Regions from separate parts of the Sus scrofa genome. Here regions 1 and 2 are each linked to region 3. The links are chromatin contacts, called in public HiChIP or PLAC-seq maps. All regions are on one chromosome and are shown on one strand. Each heading gives the region's core, a stretch centred on a gene start, on an enhancer-like site or on the middle of the called end of the contact. The rest is flanking DNA. Distances are from core to core; before and after follow the strand shown.

Region 1 (4,104 bases), core at 157-2,656, 120 kb before region 3:
AAATTCCAATTATCCCTCCTTTGGCAATATTATATTAAAATAGCCCTTAAATATATGGATATTCGATTTCATTCATACGAGAAATGTAACTTAAAAGGATATTGAGATACCATTTTTCATCTATCAGAATGGTAAAAAATTCAAAATCTTAACCACACGGTCTGTTGGTGAGTTGTGGAGAAACAGGCACTGTCATGCATCACTACCAGGAAGGCAAAAGGGTGCAACTTCTCAGAGGGAAATTTGGCAATATCTAACAAAACTGCATTTACCCTTTGGTCAGCACTTTCACTTCTAGGCTTTTACCCTGAAGATTCATCTCCAGCAATAAAAAAAAAAATATGCCCAAGGTTATTCATTATGATATTATAATTATAAACTATTAGAAACAACACTAAGAGCCCATACATGGGGAAATTCATTGAATAAATCTTGGTTTATCTATACACTAGAGTATTATGCAGCTGTGAAAAAAAACACTATGAACTGATCTGAGTGATTTCCAAGATATATTAATAAGTATAAAGAGAGCATACGGGAGTTCCCGTCGTGGCGCAGTGGTAACGAATCGGACTAGGAACCATGAGGTTGCGGGTTCGATCCCTGCCCTTGCTCAGTGGGTTAACGATCTGGTGTTGCCGTGAGCTGTGGTGTAGGTCGCAGACGCAGCTCGGATCCTGCATTGCTGTGGCTCTGGCGTAGGCCGGCAGCTACAGCTCCAATTCCACCCCTAGCCTGGGAACCTCCATATGCCGCAGGAGTGGCCCAAGAAATACCAAAAAGACAAAAAAAAAAGAGAGAGAGAGAGAGAGAGAGAGAGCGAGAGAGAGAGAGAGAGAGAGAGAGAGAGAGAGAGAGAGCGAGCATACGGCATTCCTCTGTGACTTCTCATCCTTAGCAAGTCCTCCAAGTCTGGTCAGTCACTCTGTTCTCTCCTTACATGCTCTCTACCTCATCCCCCTAGGAATCCATGATTCATTACTACAGTGGTTCTCTTATACAATATTTACCTGACAAAACCCCAAGACCTGATGTTCTTCTAGCTTTCCTACATCTTCACCTTTCCCTTTCCCTACTGATTCTTTCCCCTTGGGATTAAACATACTCAAATTTCTCTAAAAAGTCCTCCCTTGATGCCAAATCTACATCTAGCCCAGGCCTTTCATTTCTCTTCCCCTTCACAGCCATACTGAAAGGATAGTCTCTACTTGATATTTTTACCTCCTCACTTCCCAATAATTCCTCAACCCACTTCCAGCTATACCACAAAAATGACCTTTGCCAAGGTGGTCACCACTGTGGCTTCCTTGCCCTAAATTAATGGGCACTTCTCAGTCCTTACTTTACTTGGTCCCTGGCAGTATACGATAGTGCTGACCACTCCTTCCTCAATGAAATCCTACTCTGGGTTCTGTGACATCCCCTTTCTGTTTTCCTTCCTGCTCCTCTGGTTGCTCTTTTCTGATAGTATTTGCATACTCTTTGTCCAACTGGCCCTTATATTGGTTTTCGTTATGGCTCTATCCTAGGCTTTCTTCCTACTCTATACACACTTCTCAAAGACAATCACAGCTCGTTATCATTGTCCCAATCTAATGCTGCTCACTGCTCCCAAATCAACATCTCCAATGTGTACCTCAGCTCAGACCAAGTATTCAAACTACCTATCTCAAAAGCACTAGATAACACATGGGCTGTAGCTCCTGAACATTCATAACCAAGCTCATCATCTTTTCCCTCAAACTGAGTCCTTTTTCCACTGCTCCCTCACTCAGTGAATTTACCCGCCAACCAGAAACTTAACTTTCATCCTTGACTCCTCTCTTTTCCTAACTTTTCACATTCAGTCATTCTATTAATCCTACCTCCTTAATGTCTTTAAAATTCTCTGACTTCTCATCATCCAAATTATCATTACCTAGGAGCTCCCAACGTGGCGCAGCAGAAATGAATCTGACTAGGAACCATGAGGTTGAGGGTTTGATCCCTGGCCTCACTCAGTGGGTTAAGGATCTGGTGTTGCTTTGAGCTGTGGTGTAGGTCGCAGACATGGCTCAGATCCTGCATTGCTGCAGCTCTGATGTAGGCCAGCAGCTACAGTTCCAATTGGACCCCCTAGCCTGGGAACCTCCATACACCATGGGGTGCGGCCCTAAAAAAAAAAAAAAAAAAAAAAAAAAAAATTCATTATCTAGGTTCAGGTAACCTACCATCTCCTCTTCTTGAATCACTGCCACTAGCTCTTAAGTGGTCTGGCTGTTCCCAGTTTAAACCTGCAATCTTCGTTTTGAAGCCAAGATTAATTAAAAAAAAAATAAACCAACTTAAGTCTGATCATATTGCTCCATGGTAAAGATCACTGAGGGGCTCTCCACTGCCCTTAGGACAAAATGGACAGTCTTCAACATAGCTTACAGCATCCTTCATAGGAACATCCCACCTGCACTCACCTCATCAACCTCACCCCGTATCCTGTGACTGTCTTCCACTTGTGTTCTGTGACCATCGGTTCTCTTGAACTGAGTACTTTCTACTCTCTCATGCATCATTCATACGCTGTTCCTCTAATCTAGAGCTTTTTCTCTCCCTGTCTCCTCCAAATCCAGCTAGCTCCTCACACCCACCTTTCAGGTATCAGCTTAGACTACGCTTCTCTTAGAAAGCCAAGGTGGGATCTCTCCAGCCCATCATGTTTCACTCATTTGTGAAATTTCTCAGAATAATGATGGACACATGGGGGAGAAGTTGGGGATGAGGAGAAAAATGTTTATTGAATATTATGTTTAAGAGTGAAGAAGTGTGATAGCTAAGAGTATAAATTGGTACAAACTCCATGAACGGCAATTCTGTTAATATTTATCAAAAATAAGATACATATACCCTTCCGATTTACTAATTCCATTTTGTAGACATTTACTCTAAAGAAATACACCCACAGGTGTCAAATGGTATTGCAGGGAATAACACTGTACGCGAAAAATTGGAAGTAATCTACACATCCATCAACAGGAACAATTTAAATTATGGTACATTCACCCAAATGAATACACTAAAGCCATGAAAGAACTGAATATCAGAAATAGCTTTATGTACTGAAATGATAAAATCATGAAAGTATATTTTAAAATTCAAAAGTAAGGTACAAACCAATAAATATGTTAGGCTAACGTTTGTGAGAAAAGGTGAGAATTTTATGCATAAAATTTCTCTGAATTTGATCTACAGAAAAAAAATTTTTCTCTGGAAGGATACTGAAACTGAATACATTAGTTTATTATTCCGGGGAAATGAATTTAGTGGCTGGGAAAAAGAATGGAAAGGAGGACTTCCTGTTGCGGGTTAGTGCATTAAGAATCCAACTAGTATCCATGAGGACGCAGGTTCGATCCCTGGCCTTGCTCAGTATGTTAAGGATCCCGTGTTGCCGTGAGCTGTGGTGTAGATCACAGATGTGGCTTGGATCTGGCGTTGCCATGGCTGTGGCATAGGCCGGCAGCTACAGCTCTGACTTGACCCTTAGCCTTAGAACTTTAATGTGCCTTGGGTGCAGCCATAAAAAGCAAAAAACAAACAAACAAAACCAAACAAGCCAATCAAAGCAACAGCCTTTAGTAAGCCTCTACTAAAAGTTCAACACTACCTCTTAAGAGTTCTCTTTGTTTCTTTTTGCATTTTTCAAAAGTATACAAAGAAGTTAATTAGGAAATCTAGGAAAAAAATTCCCCCAGATAATAAAGAGGAAAACATTATAATCAAAACCCACAAATGGACAGGAGCATTTTACTGTTGGTTTTACCTCTTTTATCCCACCCTCACCCTTATTAAACCACCTCTCCTTAAATCATTGCAGTTGTTAACTGAAATGGCGCCCATGTGTGACAATGAGTGGGAAATAAAACAAAGGAAGAAAATGAATATAAAGCATTTTAAAAAGTTGCCATCAAACCAGCATATCAGAAAACTTCAAGAGCTTTCTTTTTTTTTTTTTTTTTGCCATTTCTTGGGCTGCTTCCGCGGCATATGGAGGTTCCCAGGCTAGGGATCTAATCAGAGCTGTAGCTGCCAGCCTACACCACAACTCACAGCAACACGGGATCCTTAACC
Region 2 (4,180 bases), core at 1,090-3,589, 71 kb before region 3:
TGCCGTTAGCTGTGGTGTAGGTCACAGATGCAGCTTGGATCTGGCATTGCTGTGGCTGTGGCATAGACCGGCGGCTACAGCTCTGATGAGACCCTTAGCCTGGGAATCTCCATATGCCCTAGAAAAGGCAAAAAGACAAAAGAGTTGAGGCTTTGAAGGGTGAGAGGGATTGAGCAGCTCATGGGTAATAATAGGGCATCAAGTCCTCCAAAGAACCCCCCCTTTTTTTGTCTTTTTAAGGCTGAACCTACAGCATACAGAGGTTCCCAGGCTAGGGGAACAATGGGAGCTGTAGCTGCTGGCCTACACCACAGCCACAGCAACACAGGATCCAAGCAGCATCTGCGACCTACACCACAGCTCATGGCAACACTAGATCCGTAACCCACTGAATGACGCCAGGGATTGAACCCGTGTCCTCATGGATGCTAGTCAGGTTCATTAACTGCTGAGCCACGATGGAAACTCCGAATTTCCCGCTTTTTATTCATCCAACACAATAGGGATCTACTAGAGGTCAGACATGAGGAAAACAGCAGGGACCCAAACAGACGAGGTCCCTGTTCTCATGGAGTTTACATTCTAGTGGATGGATACGGACAACAGTAGAGAAGTATAGAAATATGTCAGAGTGAGGCAGGTGCTATGAAGACAGATGAGCACAGGAGTTCCCATCGTAGCTCAGCAGTTAACCAATCTGACTAATATCCTTGAGGACGCAGGTTTGATCCCTGGCCTCACTCAGTGGGTTAAAGATCTGGTGTGGCCATGAGCTGTGGTCTAGGTAACAGATGAGGCTCAGATCCTACGTTGCTGTGACTGTGGCCTAGGCTAGTAGCTACAGCTCCGATTTGACGCCTAGCCTCCATAAGCCTCGAGAAAGGAGAGAAAAAAAAAAAAAAAAAGACAGATGATCACAAGTAAGGGGGTGTGAGCTATAGAGGCTGCCATTTGCATGGGGTGATCAAAGAAAGTTTCTCTCATTTTTAGACATAGACTTGAATGCAGAGAGAGAAGGACATGGAGGGAGACCCTTCTGGGCAGAAAGAAGGGCAAGGCCTTGAGGTGAGAGGTCCTCTACACACTGTGGCCACTCCAGAAATCATAGGTATGAGGTCAGAAGTGGCAGCTAGGAGTTCCCATTGTGGCTCAGAGGATTAAGAACGCGACGTAAGTGTCCCTGAGGATGCGGGTTGGATCCCCGGCAGTGTTTGATCCCTGGCCTCCTTCAGTGGGTTCAGGGTTTGGCGTTGCCGCAGTCACATATTCAGGTCAGATCCTGTGTAGCTGTGGCTGTGGCACAGGCCAGCAATTCCAGCTCCAATCTGACCCCTAGCCTGGGAACTTCCGTATATGCAGGTGTGGCCATAAAAAGAAAGAAAAAAAAGAAAGAAAAAGAAAAGGGGGGCTAGACACCCTGAAAGCAATTTGGATTTTACTCTAAAACCATTCCCTCTTCCCTGTAAGGTAAAATTCCCCAAGATCATTTCCAAGCCCAAGACTCGAAGTGGTTTTGCTCTCTCCCAGCCATGCCACCTATCAGCTGCATAACCTTGGACGTGCCACTTACCTTCTCTGAGCCTCGGCCTTCTCATAGAGTTGCTGTGAGGACCAAATGAAATTATTCGGAGTGCCTAGAACAGATTAGCCTTTTGTTTTCTTTTTTCCATGGAGGAATAAAAGATATGGATGGAGAAAATTGGCTTAATTGAAGTTTGAAATCTGATAAATTCTAGCATTGAACTCTCATTGCTACAATAAAGGACAGGAAAAATGTACAGTCATCCCTCGGTATCTGCAGAGGATTAGTTCCAGGACCTCCTGCCAATACTAAAATCCACAGCTGCTTACGTCCCTTATACCTATAAAATGCATAGTATTTGCATATAACCTATCCATACCCTCTTGTACACTTTAAATCATCTCTAGGTTACTTATGATACCTAATATAATGTAAAAACCATGTAAATACTTCAAAATACAATGCAAATCACTGCGAGTGCTCAACAAATTTAAATTTGCTTTTTAGAACTTTCTGGAATTTTCTTGTTGTGAATATTTTTTTGATTTGCAATTGGTTGAATCTGCAGATTCGGAGGGCAGACTGTGCACTGATACTGTTTCTCTCCCGTTTTCTTCCCCCCAGCTTCTGACCTGGACATCCTTGTGTTTCCAAGCAGGCTTTCAATGAAAGACTGATACTGGACAATTTTCCTGGTGGCACAAGGTTCTGTCTTAAAGTTCCTTCTTCTACTGCTGGCGAGCTCCCTCCCCCACAGATGAACTGGTTTCATTTCACTTTGGGAGGAGAGAGGAAAGAGAAGAGAGAGCAGAGAGGGCGTGGTGGAAATGACTCCACCTAGAACTTGTGGGATTTTTACCTTAGGCTCCACCCTGCTCCTCCTCCTCAGGGGTCTCACGCTGGGTGGGTTGAAAGGTGACTCTAGCCCTTACCAGGTGTGGCGGCTGCTGAGCCTCTCAAGACCACTGAACCAGGATAGGGTGGAGGTGGAGGGTGGGCTGGGGTGATGAGCAGCTAGTGGCTTAGATTCCTGCCAGAGCTTGGGCCCTGCAGGCAAAGAATAAAGAGCACGTGGAAGGAAGAGGATCTCCGGTAGGGGAGGGTAGAAAGGGGCCTGGGGAAGCTGAGGTGTGTGACCTTGGCTGAGTCACTGTGTAATCAGCCACACCCTTGCTCGGTACCCTTCATTGGTTCCCCACTGCCATGGGATAAAGTCCCAAAGGCTTAACACTGATCCAACCTATAGTATCAGCTGGGCCTGCTACTCCCCTACCCTTTACCCACGCTCCCTGCAATGCAGCCTTATCAGAGGTCTCTGCTTTTTTTTTTTTTTTTTTTTTTTTTTGATGCCTTTCTCTAGCAAACAATAGGATCCAGGGCCAGGAATTTTTTTTTTTATTTTTTTCATATTTTGTTTATTTATTTATCTTTTTAGGGCCACACCTACGGCATATGGAAGTTCTCAGGCTAGGGGTACAATCTGAGCTGTAGCTGCTGGCCTACACCACAGCCACTCAGGATCCGAGGCTAGTCTGTGACCTACACCACAGCTCATGGCAATGCTACATCCTTAACCCACTGAGAGAGGCCAGGGATGGAACCTGCGTCCTCATGGATGCTATCAGATTCGTTTCCGCCAAGCCACGACGGGAACTCCCTGTGATAAGTTTTTTAATTAAACTTTTTCTTTGGAATAATTTTAGATTTACAGAAAATGTGCAGATAGTCAAAAGTGTTCCCCTATATACCCCTCATCCACTTTCTCCTAATAGTAGCATATTACCAAGGTGCATTTGTCAAAATTAAGGAGTGCCCGTTGTGGCTCAGTGGAGACAAATCTGACTAACATCTATGAGGACATAGATTCAATCCCTGGCCTCGCTCAGTGGGTTAAGGATACAGCATTGCTGTGAGCTGTGGTGTAGGTTGCAGATGAGGCTCAGATCTGGCATTGCTGTGGCTGTGGCATAGGTAGGCAGCTGTAGCTGCAATTCAACCCCTAACCTGGGAACATCCATGTGCTTCAGTTGCAACCCTTAAAAAAAAAAAACGCCTCAACATCGGTATACATACATATTATCATTAGTTAAATACCAGACTTTATTTATTTATTTATTTATTATTATTTTATGGCTGCACTCACAGCGTATGGAAGCTCCTGGACCAGCGATTAAATACAGGTCACAGCTGCCACCTAAGCAGCTGTGGCAGCAATGCTGAATCCTTTTACCCACTGCACCAGATGGGGGTCAAACCTGTGACTCCACAGTGATCTGAGCCACTGCAATAGGATTCCTAACCCACTGCGCCAGAGCAGGAGCTCCAATTCAACTTTAATTAGATTTCACTAATGTTCTTTTTCTGTTCAGGGACCCCATCCAGGATACCACATTGCATTTAGTCCTCATGTTTCCTCAGTCTCCTCTGGTCTGTGACAACTTCTCAGTCTTCCCTTGTTCCTATGACCTTGAAGAATATTGGTTAGGTATTTTGCAAAATGTCCTTCAATTTGGATTTCCTTGAGGTTTTCCTCAGGACTAGACTGAGGTTATGGGTTTAGGGGAAGAATAGCACAGAGATGAAGTGCCCTCCTCATCACATCCCATTAGAGGTCACATGCTGCCCACATGACTTACTGGTGATACTCTAACCCCCATC
Region 3 (4,046 bases), core at 205-2,704:
AAAGACAAAAAAAGAAAAAAAAAACAGGCTTAGCTGAGACCCCACCCCAGGTCCTTCAAAGTCCCCAAGGAAGCCCAGTCTGGGATGATATAAGTTGCTCCTCCTGACCTGACCTGTGACCTCAGGCAAGTGAGAAACACTCAGCCTGGGCCTCTGTTTCTCTTTCATCCCCTCCCTCTTTCCTGGACTCGAATCCTGCCAAGCCCTAGATGGGAAGCAGCACTGCCTTCTTGGGAGAAACAATGTAAAGAGAACCTCCTGGGACTGGACTTATTTTCTGTCCTTTAAGAGGAAAGGGGGCTGCCTCTTTCATCAAGATGATAAAATGCTTCCCTCTTCAAAAGCATTTTATCACCTTGACTTTGAAGTCACATATGCTAGTGGTTTACCAAGCCTATTTTTAATGAAGGCAGCACTGAGATAGGGGCCTCCCTGCCTGGGTTTGAAGCCAGTTTTACCACTTCTGTGAGACCTTAGAAAGTTCTTAACCTGTCAGTGTCTCAGCTTCTTCATCCGTCAAATGGGAACAATGAAGGGACCTACCGTTAGGGTCATCGTGGATACTGAACAGAACTGGCTCTGGCACGTGGAAGTGTGTGGTTCAAGTAGCTGCTGCTGCTCTTACTAGATCCTCCTCCTTCGCAGTCCTGTGAGGAGGGCAGAGCAGAGAGGGACCTCCCTTTAGCCAGGCCTGACTTCCCTGGGGTTCCAGAACACATCTGTGGTGGAGCTCCACTTGAACCCAGGCCCTCTGACCCCTGGCCCACCTGCGTGTGAGTCACTCGGCTGGATGGGCTCAGAAACCTCTGGCTGTGTCTTTGGGAAGAAGCAGGCCTTGAGGACCTGCATTTATATAAATTCAGGCTTGGGGGTTGGGAGATTGGGGACCTCAGAGTAGAGGGCCTCCCGGGCTCAGAGACCCTGGTGGTTGGTGGTGGTGCCCGGGGTGGGGGTGGAGGGGGGCGAGCTCTGAGGTCTCCCTGCCAGAGTAGCAAAACTGGAGTGCCTGACACTCACATGCTACCCCCACCCCCGCCCCCAGGGCATGACTATTCGGCCTCTGGTAGACCTGCTGGCTGTAAAGAAAAAGCAAGAAACGAAGCGCTCCATCAATGAGGAGATCCACACGCAGGTACTGGGAGGCAGGGGAGGCTCAGGGAGCGGAGGGTGGAGGGAGCAGCTAGGCCTGGAGTCCTTGCCCTCACTCAGCCCCTCCTCCCTCATCCCAGTATCCCAGTGCTGGGGTGGTCTTTCAACCTCCTGAAGTCACCAGGTCACACCACAGGGAGGTGGGATGTGAGCAGCCTAGACCCTGAGGTGGGGGTGTCATGCCATCTCTGCCTCTTCAAGACCCTCTCCCAGGCATCGGGCACCAGTGAGTTCAGAGAAGGGGGGCTCAGTCAGGCCCCATTGGCAGAAGGTTTGAGATGCCACTAGGGTTTAGCGTGAGTGAGGTCTAGGCGCCACCTCCTGGCTGCTCCTGGAACTACAGGGCTGGGCTGAGCCAACTGCGCTAGGGTGGAAGGTGGGGGGCCCTTTCTCAAGTCTCGGTAGGGGAGGAGCCTGGTGGTGAGGCTTGACCTGGCCCTGGGCCCGTTTCAGTTCCTGGACCACCTTCTGACAGGCATCGAGGACATCTGTGGCCACTATGGCCACCACCACTGGAAGGACAAGTAGGTGGCAGGCCTGGTGGGCAGGAGGGCAGGGAGGGGCAGGTAAGGGTCTCCCAGGGCCTGGGTGTCTCTCTACCTCTCAGAGCTGGCTCCATCCATCTCCCCTCTCTTCCCACCAGGCTCAACCGGTTTAATAAGAAGTACGTGAAGAAGTGTCTGATAGCTGGCGAGCGCTCCAAGGAGCCCCAGCTCATCGCTTTCTACCACAAGATGGAGATGAAGCAGGCTATCGAGCTGGTGGAAAGTGGGGGCATGGGCAAGATCCCTTCGGCCGTCTCCACCGTGTCGATGCAGTGAGTGCCAGTGGCCAACCTGTCAGCGTCTGCAGCTACACACGGACCCCTCGATGCCCACCGGGGGTGGGGGCAGTGAGCCAGGCCCCTCTGTCATCCTCCCAGAGCGGGCAGGTGGGAGAGCTGCAGGGCCACACTGAGGACCTGAGGCTTGGCCCACCCTCCCGGGCCATCCCTGGGGAACCCTTCTGGCCCAGCTCAGCAGGCTCCAGGGTCCCAGGAATTTTCCTGGGGCCCTAATCTCTGCTCCGTTATCCCAGGAACATCCACCCCAAGACCCTGCCTACCGAGCGCATCCTGCCAGCACTGTCCAAGGACAAGGAAGAGGAGATCCGCAAGATCCTGAGGAACAACTTGCAGAAGACCAGGCAGCGGGTGAGGGCCCTCCCCCCACAGCAGAGGAGCCCCTCCGCACCCCCACTCTGCTCCAGCCCCACCCCACACATGCCCAGAACCTGCCCTGCCTGACAGCTGTTCCTCCCCCAGCTACGTTCCTACAACAGACACACGCTGGTGGCAGACCCCTACGAGGAGGCCTGGAACCAGATGCTGCTCCGGAGACAGAAGGCCCGGCAACTAGAGCAGAAGGTATGTCCGGCACTGGAGCTGCTCCTGCCTTTCTCCAGGAACCTGGGCCCTTCCTCTCCCTGCACCCCCCCCACCAAGCCCTTTTGGAGACAGCCACTCCGATCTGATCTTGGGGGCCCCTCCACTTGTTTTGAAAGCTGAGCCCCAGGACAGGTTTCAGAAAGCTGCCTTCCCTACCCGCTCCCTGCTCAGTATGGAAGAGCTCCCACCCCCGCCGTATCCTGAGGCATCTGAGCTAGAAGAGTCTACCCATGTGCTCTGACCCTTCTGTTCTCCAGGGAGAAGACTGAGGCCCAAGGGGAAAGGGACTTGCCCAAAATCTTACAAAGCCAGGCACACATGCATTCATTCATTTGTTCAGGAAACATTTGGGGAGCAGTTCCTAAGTGCCGAGCAGCAGGGCAGCCTCTGAATCCAGTGGTGAATCGGCCCAGTCCCCCCTTGCAGAGCTTCTGGTGCAGGACAGGAAGTGCAAGGGGCCCTGAGCACCTTGAGCAAGGAAGTGGTCAGGGCAGGCCTAGGAATAAGCCACCGGGGAGGGAGTGTGGGCAGAGGAAGGGCCAGGCAAAAGGAGGAAGCTGAGCACAAGTTCCTGACCACAGACAGGGGGCTCAGCTTTCAAGGAAGCTTGTTAATGGCCTAAGGGTTTGGGCTTTATTCCAAGGGCATGGAGTCACGAAGGGTTCTCAGCAGTGGAGTGACATGCGAAGGGGTGGGGGTGGCCCAGATTATGGTGGGGGTGGGGGTGGGGATGGGGGGTAGTGGAAAAGAACGGTAGATTCAAGGGACATTGAGGAGGAAGAAGTAGCAGGGCTTGGTCCCCAGTTTGAGGTGGGGCTGAAGGGGAAGAGGAAAAGGAGTCAGGCGTCTCTAGCCTTTGATTGGGGTGGTCGGGAGTGGTGGCCGAGGTAGAGGACACGAGGAAGGAACAGGTTTTGAAGGAAGACAAGACGCTGAGTTCACCTTTTTTTTTTTTGGTCTTTTTAGGGCCATACCCATGGCATATGGAGCTTCCCAGACTAGGGGTCTAATCATTAAAAAAAAGAGTGGAGGTGAATTTCACATAACATAATGAACCATTTTAAATTGAACAATCAGAGGCATTTGGTACCTTCACAATATTGTGCAACTATCACCGTCATCAATTTCCAAAACATTTTCATTACTCCAAACAAAAGTTCTGTAACCATTAAGCAACAGGGACATGTGTTTTCCTTCTTTTTTCTTTTTCTTTCTTTTTTTTTTTTTTTGTAGTTTTGTCTTTTCTAGGGTGGCACCTGCGGCACATGGAGGTTCCCAGGCTAGGGGTCGAGTCGGAGCTGTAGCCACCAGCCTTCGCCAGAGTCACAGCAACGCCAGATCCGAGCTGCGTCTATAGCCTACACCACAGCTCATGGCAACACCAGATCCTTAACCCACTGAGTGAGGCCAGGGATCAAACCTGCATCCTCATGGATACTAGTCAGATTTGTTTCCGCTGAGCCATGTCAGG

The links. HiChIP or PLAC-seq counts read pairs in DNA pulled down with a chosen protein or histone mark.
Region 1: an H3K27ac HiChIP or PLAC-seq map of alveolar macrophages shows a contact between it and region 3. The contact joins two enhancer-like sites. A contact is called at or near these places in 4 of 47 Hi-C or Micro-C datasets (embryonic fibroblasts, liver, retroperitoneal adipose tissue and 1 more) and 1 of 2 datasets of contacts at active chromatin or transcription factors (alveolar macrophages).
Region 2: an H3K27ac HiChIP or PLAC-seq map of alveolar macrophages shows a contact between it and region 3. The contact joins two enhancer-like sites. A contact is called at or near these places in 10 of 47 Hi-C or Micro-C datasets (blood, embryonic fibroblasts, heart right ventricle and 3 more) and 1 of 2 datasets of contacts at active chromatin or transcription factors (alveolar macrophages).

Annotation. Positions count from the first base shown.
Region 1 is chr6:84,495,178-84,499,281 of Sscrofa11.1, reverse strand. The region is part of intron 2 of WDTC1 (WD and tetratricopeptide repeats 1); the gene reads right to left. Among named protein-coding and RNA genes, the nearest start is that of WDTC1, 12 kb to the right of the region's middle. Within about 2 kb of position 1,406, at least 4 of the 83 cell types and tissues checked have an H3K27ac peak or open chromatin away from gene starts, as enhancers often do. A contact at or near this core is called in alveolar macrophages, where this site is marked.
Region 2 is chr6:84,447,455-84,451,634 of Sscrofa11.1, reverse strand. No RefSeq gene overlaps it. Among named protein-coding and RNA genes, the nearest start is that of SLC9A1, 23 kb to the right of the region's middle. Within about 2 kb of position 2,339, at least 16 of the 83 cell types and tissues checked have an H3K27ac peak or open chromatin away from gene starts, as enhancers often do. A contact at or near this core is called in alveolar macrophages, where this site is marked.
Region 3 is chr6:84,375,514-84,379,559 of Sscrofa11.1, reverse strand. It overlaps SLC9A1 (solute carrier family 9 member A1), which reads left to right. Exons shown (of 12, transcript NM_001007103.1): 6 at 1,043-1,132; 7 at 1,603-1,673; 8 at 1,793-1,966; 9 at 2,227-2,341; 10 at 2,453-2,554. Among named protein-coding and RNA genes, the nearest start is that of SLC9A1, 49 kb to the left of the region's middle. Within about 2 kb of position 1,454, at least 7 of the 83 cell types and tissues checked have an H3K27ac peak or open chromatin away from gene starts, as enhancers often do. A contact at or near this core is called in alveolar macrophages, where this site is marked.